Linked DNA regions of Mus musculus: region 2 is linked to region 1. The links are chromatin contacts, called in public Hi-C maps. All regions are on one chromosome and are shown on one strand. The core of a region is the stretch at or near the end of the contact, and the rest is flanking DNA. Distances in the headings are between cores, read along the strand shown. Region 1 overlaps Capg (capping protein (actin filament), gelsolin-like). Region 2 has its middle 42 kb from the start of Tcf7l1.

What was found. Hi-C and Micro-C count contacts between places; a contact is called where the count stands out from the background.
Region 2: a Hi-C map of differentiating embryonic stem cells shows a contact between it and region 1, with 4 times the contacts expected there. The contact joins two enhancer-like sites. A contact is called at or near these places in 3 of 15 datasets of contacts at CTCF or cohesin (embryonic stem cells and stem cell-derived epiblast-like cells), 33 of 484 Hi-C or Micro-C datasets (differentiating embryonic stem cells, embryonic stem cells, haploid embryonic stem cells and 3 more), 9 of 115 datasets of contacts at active chromatin or transcription factors (embryonic stem cells, epiblast stem cells and stem cell-derived neural progenitor cells) and 3 of 9 other capture datasets (adipose tissue, embryonic stem cells and pancreatic islet).

Annotation. Positions count from the first base shown.
Region 1 is chr6:72,557,884-72,565,203 of GRCm38.p6, forward strand. It overlaps Capg (capping protein (actin filament), gelsolin-like), which reads left to right. Exons shown (of 10, transcript NM_001042534.3): 7 at 282-374; 8 at 856-988; 9 at 3,145-3,233; 10 at 4,927-5,100. The coding sequence ends at 4,992. Among named protein-coding and RNA genes, the nearest start is that of Capg, 12 kb to the left of the region's middle. Within about 2 kb of position 4,753, at least 40 of the 459 cell types and tissues checked have an H3K27ac peak or open chromatin away from gene starts, as enhancers often do. A contact at or near this core is called in differentiating embryonic stem cells, where this site is marked.
Region 2 is chr6:72,827,402-72,834,721 of GRCm38.p6, forward strand. No RefSeq gene overlaps it. Among named protein-coding and RNA genes, the nearest start is that of Tcf7l1, 42 kb to the left of the region's middle. Within about 2 kb of position 4,135, at least 5 of the 459 cell types and tissues checked have an H3K27ac peak or open chromatin away from gene starts, as enhancers often do. A contact at or near this core is called in differentiating embryonic stem cells, where this site is marked.

The sequences.
Region 1 (7,320 bases), core at 3,503-6,002:
CTGGGAGATGCTGTTTGGATGTGGTCAGGAGAGACAGCGATAAGCTGGGAGCATGAAGATGGCTGACAGAGGATTGGCAGGGGTGGGGGTATCTGGGTTCCTACTCAGCCCTAGCTCATGGGGTACCTTTGTGTTCTGGGGATGTGTTCTCAGGGCAAGAGGCTGTCGGGTAGGTGGGCTGGGCCCATTGCTTTTCCCAGTGCAGAACACAGGTGGCCCTGCATGTGGTGACTTGGAAAATTGGGGTGCAGAAGCCCCAGTAATCCTGCCTGGCTCTTCAGGTTCTGGGCCCCAAGCCTGCTCTGAAGGAGGGTAACCCCGAGGAAGACATTACAGCTGACCAGACCAACGCCCAGGCTGCAGCCCTGTATAAGGTAGGCACTACAGGCCTGCTGGGGATTGGCCTGGTGTGAGATCCTGCACAGAGCATCTGCAGGTGGCCAGGGTACAGAGCTGAAGGGAAGAGGCTGTGGGAAGGCTGGGCCAGGGCTCAGGTAGGTTTGTGGGGACTGGAGGAGAGATGGTGGGAAGGACGCCCTCTGAGAAAGAGAATGGTATTCACTTCCAGCCCCTGGTGAAGGTCAGATGCTAATTCTAAGATTGTCTTGATTTGAACCGGTGCAGTTACTTGTAAAGTGGAATTCACTTCTTCCCCTAGGGGTTTGTGGCCTTTGGACTGCAGTGATAGACAAGAGAGAGTCTTTCTGGAGCTTGATTTTTTTTGTAGGGGTGGGGTGGGAGGGCTCTTCCTGCCTGTTTCTCAGAACTGTTGGTAGAGACAACTGGGTAACCCATGATTCCAGGTGAGGACTGAATTGTGTCTGTGTCACACTGGGAACTGTCTTTCCTCTCCAGGTCTCTGATGCCACTGGACAGATGAATCTGACCAAGGTGGCTGACTCCAGCCCTTTTGCCTCTGAACTGCTAATTCCAGATGACTGCTTTGTTCTGGACAACGGGCTGTGTGGCAAAATCTACATCTGGAAGGGTATGTATGGCTCCTCTGTGTGAGCCTGAGGGCACCGCAGCTGCTCTGAACCCAGCGGGCTCAGCCATCTCTGAAAACCTCAGCCCATCTCTATCTCAGAACTTCAAGGGCCTGTTTAGTATACGGCTGGGCCCATCCCAGACATTCAGATTCATCTGGTCTGGCTTGGAGCCTGACCACCTGTATATTTAACATGTTCCCAGGGCTTGCCTGAGGGGCGTTGAGAACTCTTGGCCCATGTCCAGGCCTTCAGGGCTCTGCAGTGCCTGATCTTGAGGTTCTTTATTAACTATAATAGAATTAAATAGAATTTAAATAGATGGTCTTAGTAGGCACTTTATACAGTATGCAGTACACTTGCAGGCCGTGGTTTTCCAAGAAATTGTGTCTGCTAGAAGAAGAAAGGTTGCCTGTGTGCAGGAGTCTGGATGCTTGCTTTGACCATAGAAATCTGGAGACAGCATGACCCCGGGAGCTTGCTTGCTTTTGCCGGTTCCCAGGAAGGTCTGGGCTGTCCGTTCCTTCAGCTGAGGTTCTGGGTTTGGATTTTTTGTTGTTTTGTTTAGATTTACTTTAGTTTTTACTTTTGTGTTTCTGCACATGTGCTCTCTTTCACACATGTTTGTGGATACCAAGGGCCAGAGGGGAGCAGAAGTTAAAAAGCAGTTTTGAGCCTCCTGATGGACCAGCTCTAGGAACTCAACTCTGGTCTTCTTCTTCTTCTTCTTCTTCTCCTTCTTCTTTTTAAGGATTTATTTTATTTATGAGTACACTGTAGCTGTTTCCAGACACACCAGAAGAGGGCATCAGATCCCTTTACAGATGGTTGTGAGCCACCATGTGGTTGCTGGGAATTGAACTTAGGACCTTCTGAAGAGCAGTTGGTTCTCTTAACCACTGAGCCAACTCTCCAGCCCTGAGCTCTGGTTCTTCACAAGAGCAGCAAGTGCTGTCAACCACTGAGCCAAGGTCTCATGTAGCCCAGGCTGGCCTCTGACTTCTGTAGCCAAGGATGACTGAATTCTTGATCTAGGAAGGAGGCATGCACTACGATGCCTGCTTTTCTCTGGTGCTGGGGATGGATGGAACCCAGGGCATGCTAGACAAGTGCTCTATCACCAGCTACATCCCAACAGACGCTTGGTAGCTCACAGGTAGTTAAAGTGTTCACTTTTAACACTGGCCAGAGAACCAGCCACCACCATGCCTGGCTCTGTTTCCTTGTGAAAATGCCTCAACTTGAAGTGTTCCAGTGACTGCCAGTGTAACTGGGTGGATTCTGTGTGCTCTTTAGTTCTAGGAGCATCTTGTTAGCAAGCATGTTAGCTTTTGGCCTTGTGCAAGTCCGTCCACCTCTAGAAGAAACTGCATTCTGTGTTCTCTTTAGTTTCACACAAAAGGTCTGGTAACAGGACAGTGTTCTCTGCCACACTGTTCACACACAAAAGGTGAGGGGCTCCAGGGAAGGGAGGCCCGGGCTCTAGAGTTTCTTTTTGATTTTTTATGTGTACTTATGTGTGTGTATCTTGCATGCATGTCTGAACCATATGTGTACAGTGTCCTCAGAAGCCAGCAGACGGCATTGGATCCTTTAGAACTGGAATTACAGGCGGCTGTGAGTGCTGTGTGGGTGCTGGGGATCGAACTCAGGGCCTCTGAGCCATTGCCCCAGCCCTCTGGCCTTCCAGTGTGATGTCTAGGTGGAAGTTCTTCCTTCCTAAAAGATGGCTTGATCAGAGCTAGGAGAGTCTGCTGATACAGGAGAAAAGTTTTTATTTTGTCTATTTATTTATTAATTTACTTAATCTTAGCTTAGAGCTGCCACCTTTCTGGGGAAAGTATTAGGTGGCTGATTTCATACCCCAGAGACTCCCTCAACATTCTTGGGGACTCCGGGTTCATTTGTTTTAAAAACTGTCAGGTGTTCTGGGACCCTTTAAGTTTCCTCAAGAGAAATGGGATGGAGCCTAGAGTACGCGCCCACCCCCCACCCCCCCCAGTGCCTCGTGCGGCCCAGGCTCCCTGTGTATCTGAAGATGAGCTTGCAGGTGGTTTTCTGTGGTGCTAGGGCAGAACACAGAGCTTCAGGAATGTTGGGCAGGCCTTCTGCGGTCAGCCCCACCCACTCTCTTCTCATTTTGAAATCTGTGTTCCAGGGAGAAAAGCTAATGAGAAAGAGCGGCAGGCAGCCCTCCAAGTGGCTGATGGCTTCATCTCTCGAATGAGGTATTCCCCAAACACTCAGGTGAGGACGGGACCATTTCCCCCACCTCCTCCAGGGAGGACCCTTCTTCCTGTGACTTCCAACTCCCAGACTGGACAAGAGCAGGACAGCTCAGGAATTGGGAGCAGACCGGCTTACCTTCAGACCTGTTAGGTGGAAAGGCCTTTTCAGTCTTTTAGCATTAAACAACAACAACAACCTCAAAACTTGTTTCCAAAGAGACTCCCGGGAGCCTGCAGGACAGCATGTCACTCGGTGGCTGGCTATCCTCAGCATGGTGGCTGCACGAGCCATTCTCCTTCTGCCTCTCTGTCCCAGGGTCTCATGTAGCCCAGGCTTGGCCTCTCTGTATAGCCAGGGATGGTCTTGAACTTCTGCTCTTCTTGCCTGTACTTCCCAGTTATTAGGACTCTAAGTGTGTGTCACCTCATCTGGTTTCCCCGGTGCTGGGAATTGAACCCAGGGCATCCTCAGCTCTCCCTCCCCCCCCTTTTTTTTAAATTTATATTGCAGACATACATATGCAATACATTTGTTTGTTTGTTTATTATATGTAAGTACACTATAGCTGTCTTCAGACACTCCAGAAGACGGCATCAGATTTCGTTACTGATGGTTGTGAGCCACCATGTGGTTGCTGGGATTTGAACTCAGGACCTTTGGAAGAGCAGTTGGCGCTCTTAACTGCTGAGCCATCTCACCAGCCCCACCTTCCCCTTTTTTGAGACAGTGTCTCCCCCTGTTGCCCAGATTAGCTTAGAATTCACTATGCATAGCCTGGCTGGCCTTGAACTCACAGCAGTTCTCCTGTCTCAAGCATCTCAAGTGCTGAGATCATAGGTGTGAATCCCAGGAGTCAGTTCTGGGAAAGACGATGTCTACTGGGTGGCATCTGCCAGACTGAGGGCCCCATCCTTGAAGCTGTGTCTCCTGTCTTCTCAGAACAGGCCTACACTGCTTGCCTCCTCTTACCTGGTGCTACAAGGGCTCTTGTCTTCTTGAATGAAAGAATTCAGTCAAGACACAGACAGTCTGAGCAAAAGTTTATTTAGTAAATTCAAGCAAAGGAACACTGCAAAGAGAGATTGGTGTGCATCCAATCCCCCCTCCGCCCCCGCCCCCCCCCCCCCCGTGATGGGGAGCTCTCTCTGGGTTCTGCACTGTGGATGTTGAAGACAATTTTATAAAATATTTGTGAGGTGGGTGGTATGTTTATGGGGTAAAGTGGTCTTTTTCTCTCCTAAATCACGATAGGCCAGATAGCCCTTTAGAGGATTTTCCCCCCCATAATCCTCTAGGAAAACCCACAAAAGTGTGTGTGTGTGTGTGTGTGTGTGTGTGTGTGTGTGTGTGTGTGTGTGTGAGTGTGGTGGGGTATCCAAAAACCACAGTACAAGTGATATTAGTGAGCACAGGTCACTTGAAGATGCAGACCCTTTGGCTGATGGAACACACGAGGGAAAATGCCCTAGCACCGTACGTAGTCTCTGGTGTAGCAGGGCAACCTAACTACAGGGCATGACAAGAATCCTGAGTCACAGAGGAGCATTCTCTCAGGAGACAAAGCTGGCAGCGCAGCTGCAGTGTCTCTCGGTTAGGTTACATCTGATCTCAGTCCTTGCTGCCTACCCCTGTCATTGGTGTCCTTTGCCCCTCCCACTTCCTCAGAAGTAGAGGTGGGCAGCCTGTGAGCCCAGCTTTTCTCCCACTGCAGGTGGAGATACTGCCCCAGGGCCGAGAGAGTCCCATCTTCAAGCAATTCTTCAAGAACTGGAAGTGAGGGTGGGTGTCCCCCATCTCTGCTCTCCTGCCTCCCACCCCTGCCTGCTGGGTCAGCACTGAGGTGCCCTCTGGATGCTCAATAAAGGACACATTCCATTCCCTGCTCTCTTCCTGTGTGGCTTGTCCCTCACCCCATCCCCCACTGGCTTTAGTCCCACCTGTTCACTCAGGCTCAGCCCCATGCTGAGCGGAGAGTAGAACATAAATGCAAGTCCATAGCTCCCAGGAGCCCAGGACTGGCTCTGCATGACCAGAACTTGCCATCAAGCTGCTGGCCAACTCCCACCATGCCCAGAAGAACCTAATAAGGAGGCGGCACCATGCCAGGCCTCAGCGTCGCTTTCAAGTCTCACATTCCCAGCTGAGTCAAGGCAGTGGCTGTGACTTGGGATAGATTTCGGTTCAAGCCAGTAATTTCCTCAGACACCCTAACAAACACCCCCGAGGCAGTTTTAAATGATGACACTCACCCAGGAGTGGAACAGAACGTGCCGCAGCCCTAGAACAGGCTAGCTGTTGTCCCTTGCTCAACTGAGTTTTGTGTTTGGCTGAGCAGCCCAAGGCCTGTGTGTGTAAAGCATCCTTCTATAGGGGAGAGGCCCTGAATGCATGTGTGTGTATGTGAAAAACTCCAGTTTATACAGGAGCAGCCCTGTTTCTGACCCTTGGCTGCTTGCTCTCCCTGGTCCCAGCCCTGTTCTGTTTTTTGTTCATGGCGTGGTATGGCCTGACAAAGAGGACAGAGTGCGTGTGCTAGGGAGAAGAGATGTCTATAATCCTGACACTTCTGAGGCAGAGGCAGGGGGATTGTGAATTCAGCCTTCGCTATAGAGCGAGTCCAAAGTCAGCCTAGGCGATATGGAACCCTATCTCAAAATAAACTAGCTAGAGAGGGGCGGGGGGATGTGCCACAAAGAGTACCCCTCAACACCCAACAGTGTGTGATGTCTTGGTGACAGCAGCCACCCTGAGTGTGGCTTCCGAGCTGTCACACACTGGCTTGTTCTGGCCCACACAAACCCGGGAAGGCTGATCAAATTCATCCTGCCGATTTTGTGCTAAGAAGCAGGGGAAGGCAAACTCCTTTAAGACCCCCTCTTTGGTGACCCTGAGACCTCCAGCCTCTGATTGGCCACACAGGAGTACGTGCCAGGGAGAGAGAAAGGCTGACACCCACTCAGTAATTCTGACAGTTTTAGATTTATGGAGTACTTTAAGGTCTTCCATGGATAGCTGTCCCCGCTACACCCAAGAAAAGCACACAGTTTTTCAACCACTATCAGAGGTCTCCTAACTCCACCTCAACTCTCAAGTGAATCTATTAGTAGAACTGATTCCTGGGTTATCCTGGAGCTATGTGCACCCTGATCTGGTTGAAGGGTTCCTGCTGGGGATGCTGGCCCCTTCCAGCCAGATGCTCCTAGGGTCCACCTGGCTTGGGCCCTGATATGCTGGGATCCTGTTCTTTCAGCCTTGCAGGCTCTAGCAAGGGACGGATGGTAGGGAAGGAAGCACCAAACTGACACGGGACTGAGTTGCCTTCCTGGCCTCTCTGCTGGCCTGTGAACATGGGGGCTGGAGGAAGTGGCGTGGTAATAAAGCATAATTGAGACCCTGTAGATAGGACGGAAGGCCAACTGCAGGGCATGTCACAAGCACCCTGGGAGGCCTGCTTGTCTCTGGACCAGATTTGGAGTGGCCAGAGACAGGCAGAGATGGACACAGGCCTCTAGAGCTTCATTTAAGGGAAGATGGGAGGAGCACAGGGGGCTCCAGGCTCTGGGGTGGTCAGGTGTGTGTGTGTGTGTGAGTGTGTGTGTGTGTCTGGGGTGGTCAGGTGTGTGTGTGTGTGTGTGTGTGTGTGTGTGTGTCTGGGGTGGTCAGGTGTGTGTGTGTGTCTGGGGTGGTCAGGTGTGTGTGTGTGTCTGGGGTGGTCAGGTGTATGTGTGTGTGTGTCTGGGGTGGTCAGGGGTGTGTGTGTGTGTGTGTGTGTGTGTGTGTGTCTGGGGTGGTCAGGTGTGTGTGTCTGTCTGGGGTGGTAGGTGTGTGTCTGTCTGGGGTGGTCAGGTGTGTGTGTCTGTCTGGGGTGGTCAGGTGTGTGTGTGTCTGGGGTGGTCAGGTGTGTGTGTGTGTGTGTGTCTGGGGTGGTCAGGTGTGTGTGTGTGTCTGGGGTGGTCAGGTGTGTGTGTGTGTGTGTGTGTGTGTGTGAGAGAGAGAGGCTGGGGTGGTCAGGTGTGTGTGTGAGAGAGGCTGGGGTGGTCAGGTGTGTGTGTGTGTGTCTGGGGTGGTCAGGTGTGTGTGTGTGTCTGGGGTGGTCAGGTGTGTG
Region 2 (7,320 bases), core at 2,885-5,384, 270 kb after region 1:
GCTGGCCTAGAACACTCTATGTAGACCAGGCTGGCCTCAGACTCACATGTTCTCTACCTCCCATGATGGGATTAAAGGTGTGTGCCATCACAGCTCAGCCTTTTTTGTCTCTCACCACCACCCCCTCCCCCCCTTTTGGGTTTTGAGAATGGTTCTCACTCTGTAGTCAAGGCTGGCCTGGAACTCATGGTCCTCTCACCTTACCTTATCCCTCTCTGGGATGTCAGGTGTGCTGGGATGTCAGGTGTGCTGGGATGTCAGGTGTGCTGGGATGTCAGGTGTGCTGGGATGACTGATAAGTGTGCTGGGATGTCAGGTGTGCTGGGATGACTGATAAGTGTGCTGGGATGACAGGTGTGCTAGGATGACTGACAGGTGTGCTGGGATGACTGTCAGGTGTGCTAGGATGACTGACAGGTGTGCTAGGATGACTGACTGACAGGTGTGCTGGCATGACAGGTGTGCTGGGATGACAGATGAGTGTTTCCATTTTCTGAAAAGATTTTTGTTGTTGTTTTTTTCTCATTTTTTGGTTTATTTATTTGTTTACTTATTTACTTAATTTTAACAAGATCTTTCTACATAACCTGTTATGGAACTCACTACATAGACCAGGCTGACCTTGAACTTAAGAGATCTGCCTGCCTCTCTCTCCCAAGTGCTGGAATTAAAGCTGTGTGTTACCATGCCCTGCCTAAAAAAGATTTTTTAATTGGTCAACACGACTTCTCTTGAAAGGTGGGCCCTCGATTAAGAAACTGACCAGAAAGATTATAAAGCCATGGGAGGCTGGGGGCTCTGACAGGCTTGACAGTGGCAGCAGATGTCTTTTCCTAAGCTAAAGTCCCCACCTCCCTGTAGTCTCCCCTCCCCCAGCCTGAAACCTGCTTGCTCAGGGGTGGAGCTTCCTGCTCATTCGTTCTGCCACGCCCACTGCTGGAACCTGCCGCTTTGCTGTTTGGAGCCACACACGTGCTCACCTTTCTACTGGATCAGAGATTATTCGGCGGGAATCGGGTCCCCTCCCCCTTCCTTCATAACTAGTGTCGCAACAATAAAATTTGAGTTTTGATCAGAATGAATTTGTCTTAGCTCCGTTTCTTCTTTCGCCCCCTAGATTCCTCTCTTACAGCTTGAGTAGCCATATCAGTCGAACCGTTCACGTTACGAGCTGCTGGCGGCCGCAACACCTCCCTATTCCCTTTTCATTGAGACCTGTATGTGTGATGTATGTGGATATGTGTGCAAAGGTATCTGGGGGCCAGAAGAGCATATCTGGTGTCCTGCTCTACCACTCTGCCTTATTCCCAGAGACAGGGCCTCTCACTGAACCTGGAGATAGACTGGCTGCCAGCAAGCCATAACAATCCCCCATGTTTGTCCCTCACAGCACTGAGGCTACCCACATAGCAGTGTATAGCTTTTTATGTGGGGTCTAAGAATTTGAACTCAGATCCTCTGTGGGTCAGCCCTATTTTCCTCTCCGGGAAGAAATAAGGCCCAGACTGAACTACCACTAAAGAGCAACATCAGGGCTGGGCTGACTGCTCAATGCTTAAGACTGAACACTGCTCTTGTGTAGGACCCCAGTGTGGTTCCCAGGACCTATGTCAGGCTGTTCCTAGCCTCCTGTAACCTCAGTCCCAGTTAACTGCTGCCCTCTTCTGGCATCCACAGGCACTACACTCATGTGCGTCCACATTTGCACCTAAGTAAAAGATGAAACAAAGGCTCCAGGGGCTGAGGGGAAGGGAGGAGAAGGGACATTTGTTTGCTTGCTTGTTTGTGGCACTGGAGTTTGAACCCAGAGCATCTCACACACTAGGCAAGCACGGTCTCCTTGGGCTAAGTTCCTGCCTAGGAGGATTTTGTTGTTTCTTAAATCTTTCTCTTCCCATTGCCTGTAAAGTCTCAAACCTAGGACAAATGGCTGAGGTACCTATTTAACATATCAAAGTGGACCTGGCTGCCAGGTTCTCCCAGCATCCCTCAGTCCCTACCTGTCACAGGATATAGCGGGCTTTGAGTTCACAAATGCTCAAGCTACACCCAGTGTGGCACACAGTCTCCTTCTGTGGAAACGTAGAACTCTGGGTTCCTACAGCACCATGTATGCCTGCACGTGGTTAAGTTCCCCACCATGATTGATGATAATGGATCAAACCTCTGAAACTGTAAGCCAGCTCCAATTAAATGTTTTCTTTTAGAAGAGTTGCCTTGGTCATGGTGTCTCTTCATAGCAATGAAACCCTAAGACATTCTCCTTCCAGAATTTTCTCAAGGGCTTTTTACATACTAGATGAAACATTTTACAAAGTGAGCTCTATCCCCAGAACTGCCTCCAACTTTGCATTTAAAAATTACTATTTATTTATACATCATTATGATGATGATGATGATGATGATGTTGGTTTTTCGAGACAGGGTTTCTCTGCATAGCTCTGGCTGTCCTGGAACTCACTTTGTAGACCAGGCTGGCCTCAAACTCAGAAATCTGCCTGCCTCTGCCTCCAAGTGTGCCACCACTGCCCGGCTTATTTATACTTTAAATTTTAGTTTTATTTTGTGTGCATGGGTGTGTTGCCTATTTGTCTGTCTGTCTACCACATGCATGCTTAATGCCTGCAGAGGCCAGAAGAAGGTGTCAGATCCTTAGAATGGAGCTACAGTTACAAGCCACCACGTATGTGCTGGGAATTGAACCTGGGTCCTTTGCAAGAGCAGCCAGTGCTTTTAGCCACTAAGCTATCTCTCCAGCCTTATTACTTATTTACTTTGATATCTTTGGAGACAGATTCTCTTTACATAGCCCTGGCTATCCTGGAACTCACTATGTAGATTGGATTGGCCTCAAACTCAGATCTGCCTGTCTCTGCCTCCTGAGTGCTGGCATTAAAAGCCTGTGCCACCACACCTGTGGCCCTTCCCCCCAATTATTTCTCTATGTTCTCATTAGTGCAGTGCTTGAAGTCAGAAGAAGATAACAGATACCCTCAGCTTGAGTTCCAGATGGTTGTGAGCCACCCTGTGTGGGTGCTGTGTCCTGTCCCCAGGAATAGGAGAACACCATCTTAACTGCTGAGCCATCTCTTCAGCCCCCCACCTCCTGCCTTTCACTAGCAATATCAACTAGGGGTTTATGTGCAATCATTTTCAAAATGCTTTGTAATCGCCATATCCTCAGTGTCCCGTGTAAGTGCCCATGTAAGCAGTCTTAGGTCCTTTTGAGGGAAAGGCTGGAAGGGTCATTGCCAAGTTCAGTGGCTCTTGCTCCAGAGGTCCTTTCTTCTGGAGTTCTAGCATCTTTCATCTGCAGGCTTATGTTTTATAGCCTTATAACTTCAAATGGGCAACTGCCCTCAGCTTGCCCCTATCCATCCTGATTTTCTCTGGATAATTCAGTTGGAGTAGAACTATTTTTTTTAAAGTATACTACTTTTTTATTTTTATTTTTTATTATACATAAATTCACTGTAGCTGACTTCAGACACACCAGAAGAGGGCGTCAGATCTCATTATGGGTGGTTGTGAGCCACCATGTGGTTGCTGGGATTTGAACTCAGGACCTTTGGAAGAGCAGTCAGTGCCCTTACCCGCTGAGCCATCTCTAGAACTATTGTTTGCTGTTGGTTTTGTTTGTTTGTTTTTCGAGACAGGGTTTCTCTGTGTAGCCCTGGCTGTCCTGGAACTAACTCTGTAGACCAGGCTGGCCTCGAACTCAGAAATCCACCTGCCTCTGCCTCCCGAGTGCTGGGATTAAAGGCGTGTGCCACCACCACCCGGCTAACTGTTTGGTTTTTTTAAATTAGTTACAATGAACCTCTCTTCTCCAAATTCCTTCTGATGGTCCCTGTAAGCTGCAACTTGCTCTGCATAGCCATCACTGCAAGGTTCCCTGGAGAACGAGAAAGCCAGGTCAGAGAGAAAGCAGGAGGGTACCACAAGCTGATAAATGGCAGTGTTGGCACTGAAACCAAGCGGTCTCCTGCAGAAACCCAGTTGCCTCTTATCCAGGGAACTCTGTTAAGTGGGCCCACCTGTTTTGAGGTTGCTTCCAAAGCCTAAGGGCAAAGACAAGGGGTTGTTTCTCTATCTTACATTGATCTACTGCCCCCACGTGGCCACATATTGAACTTCACCCCTGTTTGATCCCAAACTATGAGCCCCCTTCCTCACCCTAGTGGGAAACAGACCTGTGTGCATCAGACAGCAACCTGGGACCTGAGACAGATCCTTCATCTTCCTAGACCTCAGCTGCATTCTTCTGAAAACAGTGGATACCAGGTTAATCAAAAATATGAAGTAGTCGGGCAGTGGTGGCGCACGCCTTTAATCCCAGCACTTGGGAGGCAGGGGCAGGCGGATTTCTGAGTTTGAGGCCAGCCTGGTCTACAGAGTGAGTTCCAGGACAGCCAGGGCTACACAGAGAAACCCTGTCTCAAAACAAAACAAAACAAAACAAAACAAAACAAAACAAAACCAAATCCAAAAAAGTATGAAGTAAAATAACATAGCCAAATTCTGGTCGGAGTTGTAATGTTTAATTTCTTCTTGTTTAAGACAATGTGGCCTCATACCTCAGCACTGAGCAAACTGCAAAACTGGCTGGAGTTCAACACGGGGAACCCCAGGCCACTTCCTTTAGACAGTGGGGAATAGCTTGGTGTTCTCTGGGCTCAGATTCTCTTATCTCCAGATGGTTGTGAGCCACCATGTGGGTGTTGAGAATTGAACTTGAGTTCTCTGCAAGAGCAGCCAGTGCTCTTAACCACTGAGCCATCTCTCCAGCTCCTCCTAGGATCTGCATTGAATGGAAGGGTTTACGTTTCTGGGAGGGACTGTGGAGATAGCTTACTATTTAAGGTATACACAGTACATGCATGAGGACCTGTGTTCGCTCCTACCAGTCATGTTAAAAGCCAGGTACAGGACCCGGTACATGCTTTAAGCCCAGCACGCAGGAGGCAGAAGCAGCTGGATCTCTGTGAATTTGAGGTCAGCCTGGTCTACATAGAGAGACCCTGTCTTAAAAAAGAGTCTCGTCTAGACAAGTCAGGGAGCTACAGATTCAGTGAGACTCTGCTTCTATGGGCGATAGAGCAAGATGAACTATGTGGACCTCTGTCTGCCATATGCATGCATGCGTGTGAACATGCACACATATGCGTATGTGTATGAATATACACACATGCATATATACATAGATACACACATGTGCATGCACATATTCATGAACATGAGTACATAAATATACAGACTTGCTGAGAGGTTCATTATTTTTTCTGCCCTCTGATTTAAAGATTCTTCGTGAAGAAAGGTCTCCACTAAGCAAGGCATTGTTGCTTTTAAAGCTGGAAGTACTTCACAGTAAAGGTCACAGAACAGGTTTTTCTCTCAAGCCTCCCTTCTTGGACAATGGTTGAAGCCATCCAGATGTAAGGTTGCCAGGTGCCTTCACAGATGTTACTCCTCAGTGATGCAGCCAGCTGAGGTTCCCAAGACACATCTAAGGAGCCTCTTCAGCCCCAGAAGGCAGCCTGGGCTGGGACCTGTTCCTGGGGTCTGCTGCTTCTCCGATGTGGCCCAGCAGCCGTAGAATAGCCTGTTCATTGACATGAAATGGCTTCCTTATGGCTGATCCCCAGCCTCACAGAGCAAGGATGGAAGCCTAGCCCTGACTGCACATTCGTGCCATTGCTGAAGCCAGAAACATCTCTGGAACGGTTCCTTCCTGTCCCTGGAAATAAGCCAGCATGCCCATCATGAGAGGGAGGAAACAGTTGGCAACTTAAGGTGGTAGATGAAGTGTCATAACTCACACTCATTACAAGAGTGTAGCCCAGGCTAGCTTCAAACTCTTCACGTAGCCAAGGATTATCTTGAACATCTTATTTTCCTGCCTCTGTTCTGGGATGATAATCACAATGTACTCCTGTTTTATGTGGTGCCAGGGTAGAGTCCAGGGCTCTGAGAGCACCAGGCAGGCACTCTGCTGAGAGAGCTGGTTTGTGGTCCATGCTGGCAAGTTTGAAGGCAACTCTCCAGTATTAGAAATGTCCCCAGTTTCCTCTCTAGCCCTGTGACGACAGCTGGTGTTGGTCCTGCATCAATGTTTTCAGCTCACCAGTGGCTGCTTTACCTCCCCTTCTCGAAGTTTTCCCAAGGATGCTGTCCGTCTGCTCCAAAGGAGACTTCTGAGGCCTTTGACCCTGAATCTGTTGTAGTAAAGTTAGGCATTTTGAAGAGGCCAGGAAGAACACTAGAATAAATTCTGTTTTCTTTTTTTTTAAAAAATATTTATTTATTTTATTTATATGAGTACACTGCCACTGTCTCCAGACACACCAGAAGAGGGCATTCGATCTCATTACAGATGGTTGTGAGCCACTACATGGTTGCTGGGAATTGAACTCAGGATCTCTGGAAGAGCAGTCAGTGCTTAGTCGCTGAGCCATCTCTCCAGCCCTAAATTTCGTTTTCTAGAACTGCCTAGATTAGTCCAGATTCCACACAAGGCTTTGCCTTTGACTTGAGTCCCACTTCCTGGGAAGCTAGGATCTGGGGCTATGTCTTGTTTTTACAAGTGTTAAGCCTTCCCAAGTCAACATTGTGGTGGCTATCAGAATCATGGGGACACCAAATGGTATGCATAATGGGATTCTCTGTTGTGCCGCCTCCCAACTGCTGCCAAGTGGTGCCACAGACCCCGGGTAGCTGCAGTCGTGTGGGGGCTGGAAGGGGAAAGACCAGGGAGGTAAAGAGAGATGGCCTCACAGCAGGTTCCCACAGGATGGAGGAAGAGGCAACTGAGAATCTCAGGACACAAGTGGCTGAGCTTGCTTCTCCACAGGGAATGGGGCCACTCTACCGAGACTCACCAGATCAAACCACGGTCACATTTTGCTCATGAAACATTTGGAGTTGCCCCACACATACCTAAACTTAAGGGTGTCATCTGTAAAATGTAGCTTCTCAGAACCCATACAGGGGGCTGAGTCTGGGTCCCAGCTGGTAGAGTGCTTGCCTAACTTATACAAAGCTCGGGGTTCCACCTTCAGCATTAAACATGGGGGAGCACACTTGGATCCCAGCCCTTGGGAGGTAGATGTAGAAAGATTAGGAACTCTGTAACTCCTGGTAGATAACTCCTGAAACACCATGGAACATGTATATAATCTGAGTTCCTGGGCTGTAGCCACTCATAGTTGACTCCAGAATAAACTCTTATTCCTTTGAGGTAAGGATCACGTTTTGTGTGTGTGTGTGGTGTGTGTTGACACCATCATTCCCTGACATCTGTCCAATGGAGTTCCACCCTGA